Linked DNA regions of Mus musculus: regions 1, 3 and 4 are each linked to region 2. The links are chromatin contacts, called in public Hi-C, HiChIP or PLAC-seq and promoter capture Hi-C maps. All regions are on one chromosome and are shown on one strand. The core of a region is the stretch at or near the end of the contact, and the rest is flanking DNA. Distances in the headings are between cores, read along the strand shown. Region 1 has its middle 73 kb from the start of Gm45650. Region 2 holds the start of Mfap3l (microfibrillar-associated protein 3-like). Region 3 has its middle 48 kb from the start of Hpf1. Region 4 has its middle 79 kb from the start of Hpf1.

Evidence for each region. Promoter capture Hi-C pulls out the DNA fragments that hold promoters and counts their contacts. Hi-C and Micro-C count contacts between places; a contact is called where the count stands out from the background. HiChIP or PLAC-seq counts read pairs in DNA pulled down with a chosen protein or histone mark.
Region 1: a Hi-C map of neural progenitor cells shows a contact between it and region 2, with 3 times the contacts expected there. The contact joins the enhancer-like site here to the promoter of Mfap3l in region 2. A contact is called at or near these places in 8 of 39 promoter capture datasets (the 3T3-L1 cell line, the C10 cell line, embryonic stem cells and 3 more), 8 of 484 Hi-C or Micro-C datasets (the G1E-ER4 cell line, embryonic stem cells, epidermal suprabasal cells and 5 more), 2 of 115 datasets of contacts at active chromatin or transcription factors (embryonic stem cells and microglia) and 1 of 9 other capture datasets (macrophages).
Region 3: a contact with region 2 is called in a promoter capture Hi-C map of embryonic stem cells, with 3 times the contacts expected there. The contact joins the enhancer-like site here to the promoter of Mfap3l in region 2. A contact is called at or near these places in 19 of 39 promoter capture datasets (the 3T3-L1 cell line, the C10 cell line, the HPC-7 cell line and 9 more), 1 of 15 datasets of contacts at CTCF or cohesin (the NIH/3T3 cell line), 3 of 484 Hi-C or Micro-C datasets (bone marrow-derived macrophages, epidermal suprabasal cells and palatal mesenchyme), 11 of 115 datasets of contacts at active chromatin or transcription factors (embryonic forebrain, embryonic midbrain, embryonic stem cells and 4 more) and 3 of 9 other capture datasets (embryonic stem cells, macrophages and pancreatic islet).
Region 4: an H3K4me3 HiChIP or PLAC-seq map of neural progenitor cells shows a contact between it and region 2, with 6 times the contacts expected there. The contact joins the enhancer-like site here to the promoter of Mfap3l in region 2. A contact is called at or near these places in 10 of 39 promoter capture datasets (the 3T3-L1 cell line, the C10 cell line, embryonic stem cells and 4 more), 3 of 484 Hi-C or Micro-C datasets (the G1E-ER4 cell line, epidermal suprabasal cells and olfactory sensory neurons), 7 of 115 datasets of contacts at active chromatin or transcription factors (astrocytes, craniofacial prominence, embryonic stem cells and 4 more) and 2 of 9 other capture datasets (adipose tissue and embryonic stem cells).

Annotation. Positions count from the first base shown.
Region 1 is chr8:60,791,011-60,794,394 of GRCm38.p6, reverse strand. It overlaps the pseudogene Stambp-ps2. Among named protein-coding and RNA genes, the nearest start is that of Gm45650, 73 kb to the right of the region's middle. Within about 2 kb of position 2,019, at least 9 of the 459 cell types and tissues checked have an H3K27ac peak or open chromatin away from gene starts, as enhancers often do. A contact at or near this core is called in neural progenitor cells, where this site is marked.
Region 2 is chr8:60,630,983-60,634,594 of GRCm38.p6, reverse strand. It overlaps Mfap3l (microfibrillar-associated protein 3-like), which reads right to left and starts at 1,770. Exons shown (of 3, transcript NM_027756.5): 1 at 1,537-1,770. It overlaps Gm34730 (a long non-coding RNA gene), which reads left to right and starts at 2,740. Exons shown (of 3, transcript XR_379010.3): 1 at 2,740-3,128.
Region 3 is chr8:60,840,653-60,844,249 of GRCm38.p6, reverse strand. No RefSeq gene overlaps it. Among named protein-coding and RNA genes, the nearest start is that of Hpf1, 48 kb to the left of the region's middle. Within about 2 kb of position 1,694, at least 16 of the 459 cell types and tissues checked have an H3K27ac peak or open chromatin away from gene starts, as enhancers often do. A contact at or near this core is called in embryonic stem cells, where this site is marked.
Region 4 is chr8:60,809,508-60,813,162 of GRCm38.p6, reverse strand. No RefSeq gene overlaps it. Among named protein-coding and RNA genes, the nearest start is that of Hpf1, 79 kb to the left of the region's middle. Within about 2 kb of position 2,037, at least 22 of the 459 cell types and tissues checked have an H3K27ac peak or open chromatin away from gene starts, as enhancers often do. A contact at or near this core is called in neural progenitor cells, olfactory sensory neurons and stem cell-derived neural progenitor cells, where this site is marked.

The DNA of each region.
Region 1 (3,384 bases), core at 770-3,269, 160 kb before region 2:
GTTGTTCCTTTTACTTTCTTGGTTTCTATGGTTACTCTAAATTATATACTCACATGTGAGGATTTGGACTGAGGAGTCAAAGATGGAGAGAGCATCAGACATTGAGCTTGGGCTGCCCATATACTTGTGGATGTGGGGTCACCCACTGCAGCATGGTTTTGCCAAGGGCCACACTCTAAAGAAAACTGATTCTCCCTCCCCCAGAGGTCATTAGCTGAGAGTAGCATCTCAAGGGTTGAGTCATGCATGCACCCCTCCTTTCTTGGACTTTTAAAGTAGTAATCTGATATTAATATAACTGCTTCTGCCTTATTTCCATGCACTAATTTGTATATTTTAGCTATTCCCTTGAATTCAAATATCCCATTTAAGGTCTTCTTGTAAACACCACAGGATTTCATTGCATCTTTTAACATAAGCATGAATGAATCATATTTGCTCTGGCTACTGCTGATATTATGCTTATTTCTATCATTTGTACATTTAGTTTTCTGTTTATACTTCTTACTTTTTCTTGGTTCTTCCTAGATTTATGCTTTATTCATTTTAATTACATTATCTATCTGTCTGCCTGCCTGCCTGCCTGCCTGCCTGCCTGCCTGCCTGCCTATCTATCTATCTATCTATCTATCTATCTATCTATCTATCTATCTATTTATCTATCTATCTATCTAGTGTGTATGTGTGTGTGGGGGGGGGGAGTACAAACATACCACAATGCACAAGTGGAGGTCAGAGTATGAATTGGTAGAATTTGTCTCTTTCCTTCCACTATGTGGGTCCCATGAATTGAACTTGGGCTGTTGGGCTTGGTGGGCTTTTACCCAGTGAGCCATTTCCCTGGACCATGATTGAGGTTTACCAAAGGCCTATGAAGATGATAATTCCATCTTTGACAATGAAGAGGCTGCCGTTTCACAACAAATGTGATTTCTGTCACAAGAGTAAAAAGTTTCTCTACTAGAATGATGAAGTCTCTTGAAGGCCACAGTCAGTTAACTTATAGAATCTAGTTTCCTGGAACTTGGCAGAACAGACAATTGCTATTGATTCTGGTAACATCATTTGATAGAGCAGTGAGTGGGCAGATTTACACTGGACAAAAAGGTATTTGGGATGGGTGATTATAGATCCAGCCAAGAGTAAGGAGTCCAACAAAATCCCACATAAGGAAATTTCTTTTTCATTTTGTATGACAATAATCAGGCCCACTATCTTGTCCAAGGGTGAGAACATGTGTGATTATGAATTCATTTCTCATCAGTTTTCCACAAAAGACTCCACAAGTTCCAAAGCCTTTGGGAGTATTGGCACTGGCAAGCTGGAAGTTGTGTGTCACCACAATGGGCTGCAGGCCTTCAACGATGGGAACATTTTCTATGATGCTTATTGCTTGGTTTCAGGGACCTGCCCACCACAGGTGCCTTAGCTGGCCTCATGATTGTGTTATGGTTTGAAGTCTGTGTAGATGAGAAAGGGGAGGGACCACATCTACAAAATTTTTTCTTTATCAGCTTGCAGAGGCCCACAGAGGCCCACAGAGGCTCACAGAGGCCCACAGAGGCCCACTGAGGACCATAGGAGCCAGGATCCAACCTCCCAAATGCTTGGGCAATGTTTAGCTGCTCCTTTTCAAGTTCCTGCTTCTGGATCATCTCCTCACAAGCATAGAATTATTGTTCCTGTTCCAGCCGCTGCTGCTTTTGTTGGGCAACTCCCTTTTCCCAACTCTTGCTGGATGGCCACATTCCAGTAAGTTCCTCTTCCTTTTTATTGTGTTCTTTTCTTGCTTAGAGTCTTTGGTATATCTTTTCAAGAGTTTAGTCTTTCAGTTCTTCTGCTTTGGGGAAAGCAGTATTCTGTCATTTCCTGACCACAACTTTCTTCTCAGGAGTGATAGTTGATTTGTAGTCTCAGTGTTTGGAAGTTTTCCAATGAACACTATAATATATTCGTTGTAGAGATAGGCATGTTCAATGTCGTCTTCTTCAGAGTACATGGATACCATGGGGATGATGTCAGCATCAGAACAAAAGTCGTTATGGGGCAGAATGTCACTGTCTAATTCAACAGCACTTGGGCAGAATGTCTTAATTTAACTCAACAGCACTCCCAAGTAGGGAAAGATTCCTCACCCAGTCTTGGGGTGGGAGAATGAGGTTCTCATGAACAGACCTTGGGCCAATAAATTCTTTCCTGAAGGATGACAGTTAGAGTTTCCAGAAATGATCTATTTTATATTCTATTTATAGATTTTTCCTCTTAAAGTGTATTTATATTTAAGAAAGGAAAACAAGAAGCACCCCTAGATGTTCATGTCCACACAATCTCTGCTTTTTTATAGTTCTACTAATACCTTGTGTCGATGTATTGTTTCCATTGTTACTGAAGATGAAAATTGACACATTATTAGGAGCTAGGGCCCATGGTTTCATGAGCATTCCTTCTGTGCTGCATGGTCCTCTGAGTTTTGGCAATCACAATGTCATGAATTCCCGACAACAGGGTTTTACAGAATAATTTCAGTCTTTATTTTTATTTTTATTTTTTGTTTAATTTTTTCTTTTTGTCTTTTTTCCTTTTTTATTGGATATTTTCTTTATTCATATTTCATATGTTATCCCCTTTCTTAGTTTCTTCCCCAGAAACCCCTTATCCCATCCTCCCTTCCCCTACTTCTATGAGGGTACTCCCCCATACACCCACTCCTTCCTCCTTGCTCTGGCATTCCCATACACTAGGACATTGAGCCTTCACAGGACCAAGGGCCTTTCCTCCCATGATGACAAGGCTATCCTCTGCTACTTATGCGACTGGAGCCATGGGTCCTTCCATGTGTACTCTTTGGTTGGTGGTTTAGTCCCTGGGAGCTCTGGGGTTGGGGGTCTGGTTGGTTGATATTGTTGTTCTTCCTATGGGGTTGCAAACTCCATCAGCTCCTTGGGTCCTTTTTCTAGTTCCTCCATTGGGCACCACATGTTCAGTCCAATGGTTAGCTGTGAGCATGTGCCCCTGTATTTGTTAGGCTCTGGCAGAGCCTTTCAGGAGACAGCTATATCAGTCTCCTGTCAACAAGTACTTCTTGGCATCCACAATAGTGTCTGAGTTTGGTGACTGTATATGGGATGGATCCCCAGGTGGGGCAGTCTCTGGATGGCCTTTTCTTCAGTCTCTGCTCCACACTTTGTCTCCATATTTCCTCATGTGAGTACTTGGTTCCCCCTAATGAGAAGGACTGAAGCACCCACACTGTGGCCTTCCTTCTTCTTGAGTTTCATGTGGTCTGTGAATTGTATTTTGGGTATTCTGAGCTTCTGGGCTAATATCCACTTATCAGTGAGTGCATACCATATGTGTTCTTTGTGACTGCGTTATCTCACTCAG
Region 2 (3,612 bases), core at 521-3,020:
CTGGAAGTTCTTGAAGAAAAATATTGAAAGCTCAAATTAAACAATAGCTGTGGTACTTAAATAGTCTTAAATTTTTCAATTGTTAGCCAAAAAGGGTGAGGAGTGGGGTTTGAATAAGGTCACATGAGTGTGAGGAGATTTATTTTTAAAAGAAATGGTCTGTTGTGTTCATCTAGTGTCACTAGCAAACCCAGGGGGCACAGAAGTACAAACCCAGCAACACTTGTAAGACCTAGGTGCTCAGCCCCCTGCTATCAATCAGAAAGACACAGCTAAGGAAAGATCCCACTTGTCTCTTTCTAAACAGCACAAGGCATAGCTAGGTGGAGCAATCAGGGCACATTGTAAACGTGGTGCATCACACAGAGCCAGGTAATGTAACCAGTCATGTGCTGGGCTCCTCAAACTTGTAAGTATTTTAATAGATGAATATGGGTAGCTGTAGGGGAAAACAGTAACATTACCTTAGAAGGTACAGATTGCATTTTTGTGCATTAGCTCACTGCCTGCAAACTACCTTGCTCTAATTTAGTCTCTCCTGAAAAACAATTCTTTTTCCATCTTGCAGATTTAATCCTGAACATTTTACTATGTTGAGTGTAGTAGCAACTTTAAAAAAAAAGTGTTTTGCCTGGGGGGGGGGGAGTGAGAAAACTTCAAAAACCACTGTTTCTGCAATGCTGATTCCAAGTTCCTAATATAAAGCTAGAGCAAATAAAGATTGCTACAGTAACCACACTTTGAACAAGTGTCTTTCAAAACAATGACGACGGAGCCATAATATTTTCTACAGGGTGAGCAGCTGATGTACCTGCAAACATCTTCTTTTCTTTTTTCCAGTTTGCTTTATAAACCTTGGAATTTGCGATCCCAGGCTAATTTAAAGAGGGAGACAAGCAATTCTCGGGCTTAAAAAGGATTGACTCGGCATTTACTTTTTTAGCCAAAGAAGGACGTTCCCCCATTCCAGGCCACCAGACAATTTGGTGTCAACTTGCTATGGTGGGAAATGCGACAAACTCCAAGAGCTCTCAAGACAAGGAAGCAGCTCTTAGCACCAGCTGCTTCCCACACTCCTGCAGCATCAGGACGCGGCGCTTCGGAGCTCCCCACGCCGCCTTCCGGGCAAAGGCCAGTACACCCTTCCCTGTCTGGGGAAACTGAGGCACCGTGACAAGAACGATCCACAGCTGGGCGAAGAGCCCTGTCTCTGCGTGGCATCCTCCTTCTCCCGGGAGATTGGGAAGGCTCTGTGCTAACGCGCTGTGGACAGCGCGCCCCTGGCCATCAGAAGGTTGTGGCACGAGCCTTGGACGCGACTGTCCCCAACCCGCCGGTCTCCGCCCTGCATGTACTTCCAGCATCCTGCGACCAGCCACGAGCTGGGAGAGCAGGGCACCTCCAGGCGCGTAGCCTCGCCAGCCCAGGCGTCCGAAAGTTCTGCAGCTCGGGCGGCCGCTGACCACAAACCCGGTGCGAGGCTCCCTCCTACTGTAGCCCGCCGCCCAGGCTCGCCCGCCCAGTGCCCTCACTGACCTGACACCGCTGCGCCACTCGGGTGGTCGCCGTGCACCTCTCGCCATGGCCACCCGGGGAGCTCTGCAGCACCGAGCGTGTACCAACCTCCTCCGCCGCCCGCGCCTCTTCTCGATGCGGGTTACGAGCCCCGCCGCCGGGAGCCGGAGCTTCCCACCTACGGGCTCCAGAGCCGGCGAGAGCCGAGCATGCCCAGTGCGGCTCCCGGCGGCGCCGAGGTCCGGTGCACTCTGCACAACCGGGTTTTCGCCGCAGCCGCGGCCCGGGGCGGGCCGCTGCGGGTGGTGGGCTCCGCCCACCCCGGGCTGGCCCTGCAGTCTGCAGGGAAGCATCGTGCTCAGAGAGCCCGGCCTCTGGGCGGGACCGGGCGGCCACTGGGCGGTGCTCCCGCGCTCCACCCTGCCTCTTCCTCCAGACTCAGTGGTGCTAGGGCAGCGTGACTGGTAATTGTGGGGAGGCAGGGCGCTGCCGGCGTTGTCACCTCAACTTTCCGGAGCGTCGCGTCTCAGTGGCGTTCAAGGACACGCAGGCAAAGGCGTCTTCGAATGTCATCTTGGATGCCACGGGCAACCAGCCTACCCACGCATTAACCAACCTAGTCTCTAAGGCTGTCTTGTCACAGCACCTCGCGAGCAGGAGCATATGGGGCCTCCTAGGCGGCCGGCCGCGCTGTCACAGCAAAAGCACAGTGGACGCCTCGAAGTGGCACGACAAGACACAGCAGGGTGTTTGCGGTGGATTCTGAGTGGTGTGGTTCCGCGAAAATTTATAAAACTGCCCCTTAAAATTATTTGCAGTTTCGACATTCTCTCTAAAGAGCAGTTAAGTTGTTCTGATGAGAAAAAATAAGTATTCTAAAAATATTTTTACCACCTACATAAGTTTTCTGTGAACAGTCCTGCAATATTAGTGGATCTCTCCCCTGCCATCCCACACGCATTTAAATATTATGTACCTATCATCTATCTTTCTGTCTGTCTATCTATCTATCTATCTATCTATCTATCTATCTATCTATCTATCTATCTATCTATCTATCTATCTATCTATCTATCATTCTATCTATCTATTTAAGGGAGATCTTGTCAGTTTCTGGGACAGTGACCAAGCTCTTCTTCCCTGGCTCTTCTATCCTGGCCCCCTCCGGCCACGCCCCACACCGTGTTTTTTTTTTTTTTTTTTTTAAGAAGGGTAGCCCCGCCCCCACACCTATGTTGGTCATAGGCTGCTGGAAAAACACGGAGAGTTGGATTAAGCAAATTAACGCTACTAAAGTGGCTCAGGCTGTCAGACCCCGCGTATTCCACTCTGAGTTAGGAACAGCTGTCAAGATGACAGGAAGCTGTTAACGGGATAGCAGTCGACCTCCTTCTCTGTGACTGACAAACCCAGAGGCAAAGTATTGTCTGTGACCTCAAGCCCTGAGTTCCGCCGCAGAAGTGGCTGCAGGCAACTGAGCATGCTCTGAACAGTGCCAGACTGCTGCACGTGGTTGCCTCTGGCATCTGGCTGCCCAAGGTTGAGGAACATCAAGACACCAGAGCTCAGAAGACAGGAGGAGGGAGCTGCCCTTACAGCAAGCAATAGCATGGGTACGTGGGACGAACGGACGAACGCTGGTGCAGAGGGATTTATGTGCCAATGGATGCACGGGCTCTCGTTTCTAAGCATATCAAAACCTAGTCCTTCTCCAAAAGCCTGAGAAATGGAAATCATACTTGAACATTAGTTTCCATAGCATCTTAGCTCAACGAACCTCCCTGCCTCTTTCAAAAACCTAATCCGTTCAAGTTTTCAGTAACCATTCTGTACAGTTGTAGCTGAGAACCACACGGAATCTGTCTCCCTTTGTTCCAGTCAGTCATGTGTATTCTTGTAAAGTATTTTGGTATTCGCTTTGGTTCTATTTCTTTTCCTACCCACTCCTTTTTATTTTTTCCTGTCGCAAACCTGCAGAATACTCCCGTTCTATCTTAGAAATACTCGCTGCAGCATGCTTGTGTGTTTAACCCTCAGTGACGGAAGACTGGAGTGGGAAAGGCTACAGGAAAAGAAAAAAAAGAGTGCAGGATCAAG
Region 3 (3,597 bases), core at 445-2,944, 210 kb before region 2:
TAATCTTTCCTGAAATGCCTGGAGCCCCTTCTCCCACTTCCCAGGCCATCCAGCCCCTGTGGCTGGCCTGCAGAAAGCCAGCTTCCAGTCACTCAGGTCCCCTTAGCCTCGTGAAATGAAAACACTAGAGGCTTATACTATACCAGCCAGATTTATAACGGTAAATCTTCAATCCCAAAATGCCCGTGCAGAGAACACAGAACTCAATTAATATAAATACAAGTGCACACCTCGGTTGGGCAAATGTATCCCACACTACTCTATTGCCTATCTATGAAATCCCCAGCTCCTTATAGCTCCTCCAGGCCAGGTGGGTCTGCTCCATCTTAATCTCCTCCCTCTTTCCCCTCTCTAAAACTTTCAGCTCCGCCTTTTCCTTCAGATGTCCAGTCACAGGCTCTAGCCTTATCTGACCAATTAAGATTTTCACCTGAGTGTGTGATCTACTTCTTATGTGGCACTCCTCTTGAGGGAGCAGAAAATACAAACAGCAATCCACAACATATTTGTGTTTATATTATGCATATGTAGTTGAGCAGAGCAATAGATTACATGGCGATGACAACAGGAGAAGGCATATGTATATGTGTATGTGTATGTGTATGTGTATGTGTATGTGTATGTGTATGTGTATGTGTATGTGTATATGTATATGTTCTCCATTCTTCACAGGCCGTATTAGAGATTTCCCTGTCTCTCCTGCTTTAAATAAACAAGGCACGGGAGAAAAGCATGCTCATTGTGGCTACTCTTCAGCTAGTTCATATTTTATGGGTTTTGTTTGCACATTCATTTTCCAGTCTCGTTCATGTTATAAGTTTGCCTAATGAAGTTTCCTGTTACAAACCTCAGATCTAATTGGATCTCAGAAGTTTTGATTTAGTGGCAGCCACAGAAATAAAGTTAGGTTTGGAAGTTTGTCTTTTGAAGTCCTCTGTCATTAAAGCACATCAATGATAGCTGACAACATTTTCAGTGATTACAGCATAGAATCCGAGCTAAAGGTTCCAATTGTGTTTTCGATGCACCGTGTGTGTGTGTGTGTGTGTGTGTGTGTGTGTGTGTGTGTGTGTGGTCCTTGTATTCTATTATTACTGGGATAAAACCCGAGAGCCTGACTTTAGTTCCACAATAACTTCATGCTGTTTCCTTTGAAGCATCTTTCTATTTATTCTGACTTACTATAAGGTTTTGTTAACGTGGTGGCTGATGCATCCTTTGAAATGATACATTGGCTTTTGACTTAAATCTGTACTTAACGCTATAGAATAACAGGGTCCAGGTTTGGGAGTTGGGTTCCTCGACTCCACTGTGATTACAATTCACCCGTTCGTATGAATGGATGCTTCTGGTCGATGAAGGGCCTAATCAACCACAACTCCTCCCTGAGACTCAGAGAGCTAACAAGCTAACATTACAAACTGCACAAGACCTGTGATACAGGGCAGAGTGGATAATTTGGGTGTGCTTTTGTGTTTTTAGTTTCGTTCGTTTGAATGGCTGCCATTCATTATATACTTTATTAGGGTTGTTTATAAAGTGGTAAAACTAAGTAGCTGAGATTTTCCAGTCCTTAGTTCAGGGACACCGCCTTCTCCAGAATAGCTGACATGTCCTCACTGGAACCCGTATTTCTGTTGCCTATTTCCTTTGTCCTGCCCCATTGCTACTAGGCAAAACCCCATGTAACTCACCTCTGTGATCTGCCCGGGCCTGTTCTCCGTCCTTCCTTCCACAGTTGCAAAACTGACAGCCAGCAGATGGATTTGAAACTCTCTAGTAGAATCATATGGTTCTCAGGATAAAGCCAGAAGTTCTCTACAGACCCCAGAAGACTCAGACCACCTGTCCTCACCCACAGTGCACTGTGCTGTAGTGCATTGTGCTGTAGTACTGCCACTGATGGACAATCAGCCTCGCTCTGCCTCAGGTCCCCTCTATCTGGAATCCTCTTAATCCTGGATGGCTCTGCACTACCCATGCAGCAGAAGCCCATTTGAATATCCCTTCCTACAGCAAGCAGGAACCTAAAGCCTCTAGGGTGAGTTAGTGTCCCTGGTTTTAACACATTATATTTCTCCACAGTAGACTGTGTCATAATTGCAATTGAACAATTCTGAAAATATTTTTGCTATTATTTCAACTATTACAATATTTGCAATTGAGCAAATAATAAAATTATTTACTTTTTTTTTTTTGTCCATGTTGGGGAAATTAGAGTATGGTTTCTACTGAAGGTCCTTAAAAAGTCTTTTTGTTTCTATTGAAGGCTTTAAAATTTTTTTTCTACCAATGCCGCTCCAGAGGTTGAGCCAGGTGCCTTGATTATAGTGTTCATTAAATGAATATTTGTTGAACAGATGAGAAGCTAAGGAAGCTGGAGTTTAAACACAGTTTTGAATATGCTCTTGCTTAATGCTATTAAGTGAATGAAATGGTAACATGAGCTGGAGTAAGTCAATTCCAGGTGGGTTTCACCTGGGACCTGTATAAACAGTTGGCGTCTCAGGCTCTGTCTTAAAAAACACTGGTGCCTTCTACACTGAGGCCAAGAGCCTGACAACATAGCAATGATTGTAGGTGACAAATTTGGGAAGCTGTGGGCCAGTTGGTGGTAGGAAGCATGCTTTTGAAAGCAAGCCCCTAAATACAGGCCTTTTGGATGATGACCTGGACCTACCAGTGGCATCACATCTCTGGTTCCTGATTTGCCAAGGTATGACCAGCTATGTCAGAGTCCTGCTGCCCTCTCTTCCCCACAACAGTGGACTGTATTCCCTGAACCATGAATAAAACAAACCTCTCTTCTATTAAGCTGGATTTTTGGTTGGGTATTTAGTCACCAAGATATACAAAGAAAGATGGTACCACATGATGTTGATTCAAAATGAATGTAGAAAGAAACAAAATCCAGGAGCAAAATATTAAAGTTTTTATTCTTCATTTAATTTTCTTCTACTGGATGTAAAACCTCTGGGCTTTTGCTTTAATGGGATTAGAGTAGAGGAAGAATTTGGCTGAGGAAATGTGTTGCTTCTTGCTGGCCTGCCTGTTAGTGATTTTTGTTTTATTTTTGTTTTTTAGAAGTGTTATAAATACACTTTCTTTTGGTCCCTTTGAAAAGTTTTTATAGCCGGGCGTGGTGGTGCACGCCTTTAATCCCAGCACTTGGGAGGCAGAGGCAGGTGGATTTCTGAGATCGAGGCCAGCCTGGTCTACAGAGTGAGTTCCAGGACAGCCAGGGCTATACAGAGAAACCCTGTCTCAAAAAACCAAACAAACAAACAAACAAACAAACAAACAAACAAAAAAAACCAAAAACCAAAAAAAACCCCCCCAAAAAACAACAAAAAAAGTTTTTATATTGTAACTATCTAGACAAATTACCATCTAAATTAAGCATCCATGAAGAAATCAATTCACTATCTCTAAGCTAAATTCCATATAGCCATTATTGCTTTCAAGCTTTCATGAGACTACCAGGTCTGTGGCCCTTGGGACTAATAATTCGATTTGTCCCATGTTTGCTGATTGTAGGTTAAGTAAACCTATTAGAAGAGCCAAATTGACATAGATGGTCATGTTTGAATCACCATT
Region 4 (3,655 bases), core at 788-3,287, 180 kb before region 2:
TATACATGTGCTATGGATAGCTAAACTTTCTTATGATTTTTTTTAGAATTTTTTTATACTTGCCTTGTATATCTACCTTTCTTTTCTGGGGGTTTAATTACTTTTATTTATCTAGTATTTTAAAAATGTCACGGTCACCACTGCAGGATCTTGAATTCTCTGTAGATTAAATGTGCCGACCTTGGCCATTTCTAGATCTTTATGATGGTCAAGGAGTCCCTGTAAAGGAAATTAAATCTTTTGAAGAGGTCAGAATGAGAAAGTTATTCCTTAGAGACTACAATTCCAAAGACCTTTGGCCAAGTTACTCGAGGTGACAGCAACCAGCATCCAGGGCAGCAAACCAGTAGGCAAAGAGACTGTAGGGATGCTAACCAGTGGGAGAAGGAATTGGTGCCACAAGCACAGAGCCCCACACCTAGTCAGGCCTTGTGCAAGGAGAGGGTAAGGTTGGTTTATTTATTTCTCCAATAGCTTTTCTCAAAAAGATAAGGCCTAAAATAGTTGCTACTTCCTTGGAGTACTTGATGCCCTGATGGCTGAGTCTTTATAGTTTCTGGTAGCCATGACAGTTTGAACCTGGCCGCTCCTCTGAAGGAACTTTATCCTCAAGAAATGAAGATAATAAATATTTGGCCTATTCTTACCACACAACAAAAACTATCTAAATCTTAGGATTTAAAGGAAAGTATCTTTGAAAACTGTTTTTGAATGTGTTAATGAATTGGCCAAAGAATCATGTCTAGAAAGAATTAAACTAAAGTGATTGTTATAACTTGGATGTAATTGGTTTTCCTTCATGAAGAATTCAGCTAAGCCTCACATTCATAAACAGAACAAATAGAGTCAGATATTTGTGTTACATATATCTACAATTTTGAAAGTATGAGGATGATCTAAGATTCCAGGCATGGTCTGGTGAATTGGCTCAATGGTTAAGTAAGCATTTGCTGCTCTTTCAGGGGACCTTGATTCCCAGCACCCATATGTGTCTCATAGCCATCTATACCTCTATTTCCAGGGGATCTGACACCGATGTCTGACCTCTGAACACCCGGCACATACCTGGTCCACATGCACACATGCACATGCAGGTAAAACACTGATACACACACACACACACACACACCAGTAAGTTTTTCTAAAAGTCTAAAACTGTAGCTATGCTGAAAATATTTAACATCACAATTTATTTAGAATTTTCTTTCTACCAACAATTGTTTAACTTTAACTTTTGTAAACAAATGTTTAACTCTTTTTAGGGATAGAAAAATGTATCTCTATGTAAATATTTCCATATATGCCTGGGGGTTTGTAGACATCTCAAAGCACACACATTCAGTTAAGACCTTCTCAATTATGTAGTATTTGGGCTAGAGTTAAACCCACCATATTATAATAATTATATAAGGTATTATAATAATACCTTAGGTATCTGAGGGTAGTTTTAACTAATGGCACCTTCATTTCCCTCCCTCACCCCATTCTCAAAAAAATATAATTTGATAATGTCTAAGAAATGTTTACTCTCTGTCAGCTGAGGCAATGCCCAAATGTGTGAAATGCCTTTATATATAGATGTTTTCTAGTGTGGGTTCTGAGCACTGAGCTTTGTGCTTGTAAGACAAGCAGCTTTGTAAGGTCTGCAGACATACTCTGTAAGGGCAAGCTTTCTCTGTGCGAAAGTATGGTGGGAGCACACAGCTACACTTTCCAAATTTACCAATCAGTTAAGTGCTTCCAGTTCCCCATGGGACAAGAGAATAAGTAATGAAATGAGACTTGGGTAAGATCCCTCTGTGTGGAAACCAAGAAAGCATGGGACATTTTCCTTCAGCAGCACTGACTACAGAGGACAGACTTACATGTATGAAAATGGGGTCTAGACTGCTTTAAAATGTGCTATGAAAAACTCTCAACGGTGGTAATTCATACTCAGATCGCCTCTAGGGAATTATTGATGCTGGCAGCACAGTCCTCTTGACACAAGAGTCTTTTATGCAGGCTACTAATGAGAGGTTGTCCTTGATACCACTTGGTCTCCCTGGCAACATGGCTCTACCGTCACAGTTTAGAAGAGGCAAGCATCCCAAACCCATTGTCCTTTCAAGGAGAAATTCTCTGTCCGTTACCTTGGTATGACATTCTATAGCCCACATGGTGATGTTGTTCAGGGCTCTGCAGAAGGATGGATGGGTGGGCTGATATAAATCACAAACTGGTCAGATTTGTCGATCCAAAGCAATGCTTTTAGATGATATTTTCTGGGGTGAATGTATTGCTTAGATTATTTAACACTTAAAAATACTCCTACTTTCCAGAAATCATCATTTCTTTTTTCCTCTTGATGCTTGGCTTGTTCTCTTTCATATCAAAAGCCTTTCATCCTTTGTCCTATGCTTTGTGTCACTCATAAATTTAAATTTTCACGTCTTAAATTCTTTTCCTTCTATTTTACAATTAATTAATTAATTAATTAATTAATTAATGTTGCACCCAGATAAGAGGGTCTCTACATCTGTTTAATTCAGCTGTTGTGTGGAACCTCTTAGAGGACAGTTATGCTAGGATCTTGTCTACCAGCATAACAGTATTATTAATAGTGTCAGGGATTGGTTCTTGTCCATGGGATGAGTCTCAAGTTGCGCCAGTCATTGGTTGAGGCTCTGTGACATCTTTGCCCCTGCACATCTTGTAGGCAGGACACATTTTAGGTAGAAGGTTCTGTGGGTGGGTTGGTGTCCTTATCCCTCCACTGGGAGTCCTGCCTGGCTACAGGAGGTGCCCACCTCAGGCTCCATATCCCCCACTGCTAGGAGTCTCAGCTACAATCAGATAGACTCTCTGGAGCCTCTCCCATCCCAGATCTCTGGTACGTCTTAGAGATGCCTCTCCCCTTTTCCTTCTTTCTAATTATTACTTTCATTATGTTACTAAAAACCCAAGATACTGCATGAGAATCTGTGTTCTTATAGATATACCTTATTGTAGATGCAGTGGATCTGAAGTCTTAAATTCTTATTTCACTTGATTAGAGATTAGTGCTTCTGAGGTTAAAACAACCTACCTCTGGCTTGTTAGAGCCCAGGACCACTGTGTGATTTTGAGTCCTAGTGTCAGGATATCTAATCATGATTCAGAAGCAAACAATGTGTTGTGGATAATGTTCATGCTTGTTTGGAAAGACATTCCAGACATTCCACTTTTGTTGGGCTCCAAGCTCACTTGTTGGCTTCATGTCTGACAATCTTGTTTTTTGATTTTTTTTTTTTTTTTTTTTTTTTTTTTTTTTTTTGGTTTTTGAGACAGGGTTTCTCTGTGTAGTCCTGGCTGTCCTGGAACGCACTCTGTAGACCAGGCTGGCCTTGAACTCAGAAATCCGCCTGCCTCTGCCTCCCGAGTGCTGGGATTAAAGGCATGCGCCACCACCACCCGTCTTGTTTTTTTATTTTCCCCAGACTTCTAGCTTGCTTTCAAAGGCAACACAGTAGATTATGCCAAGAGGAGTAGGTTAAATGTATATGTTAGCAATGCTTTAACCTTTATAGTCTTAGTTTGACTTAGAAAAACATATTTTTATACAAGAGGGCACTGAAGCTTAAAAGGAAAATGTGGCATCATAAACTTTAACTCAGAACTATGCAATGTTGAAGTG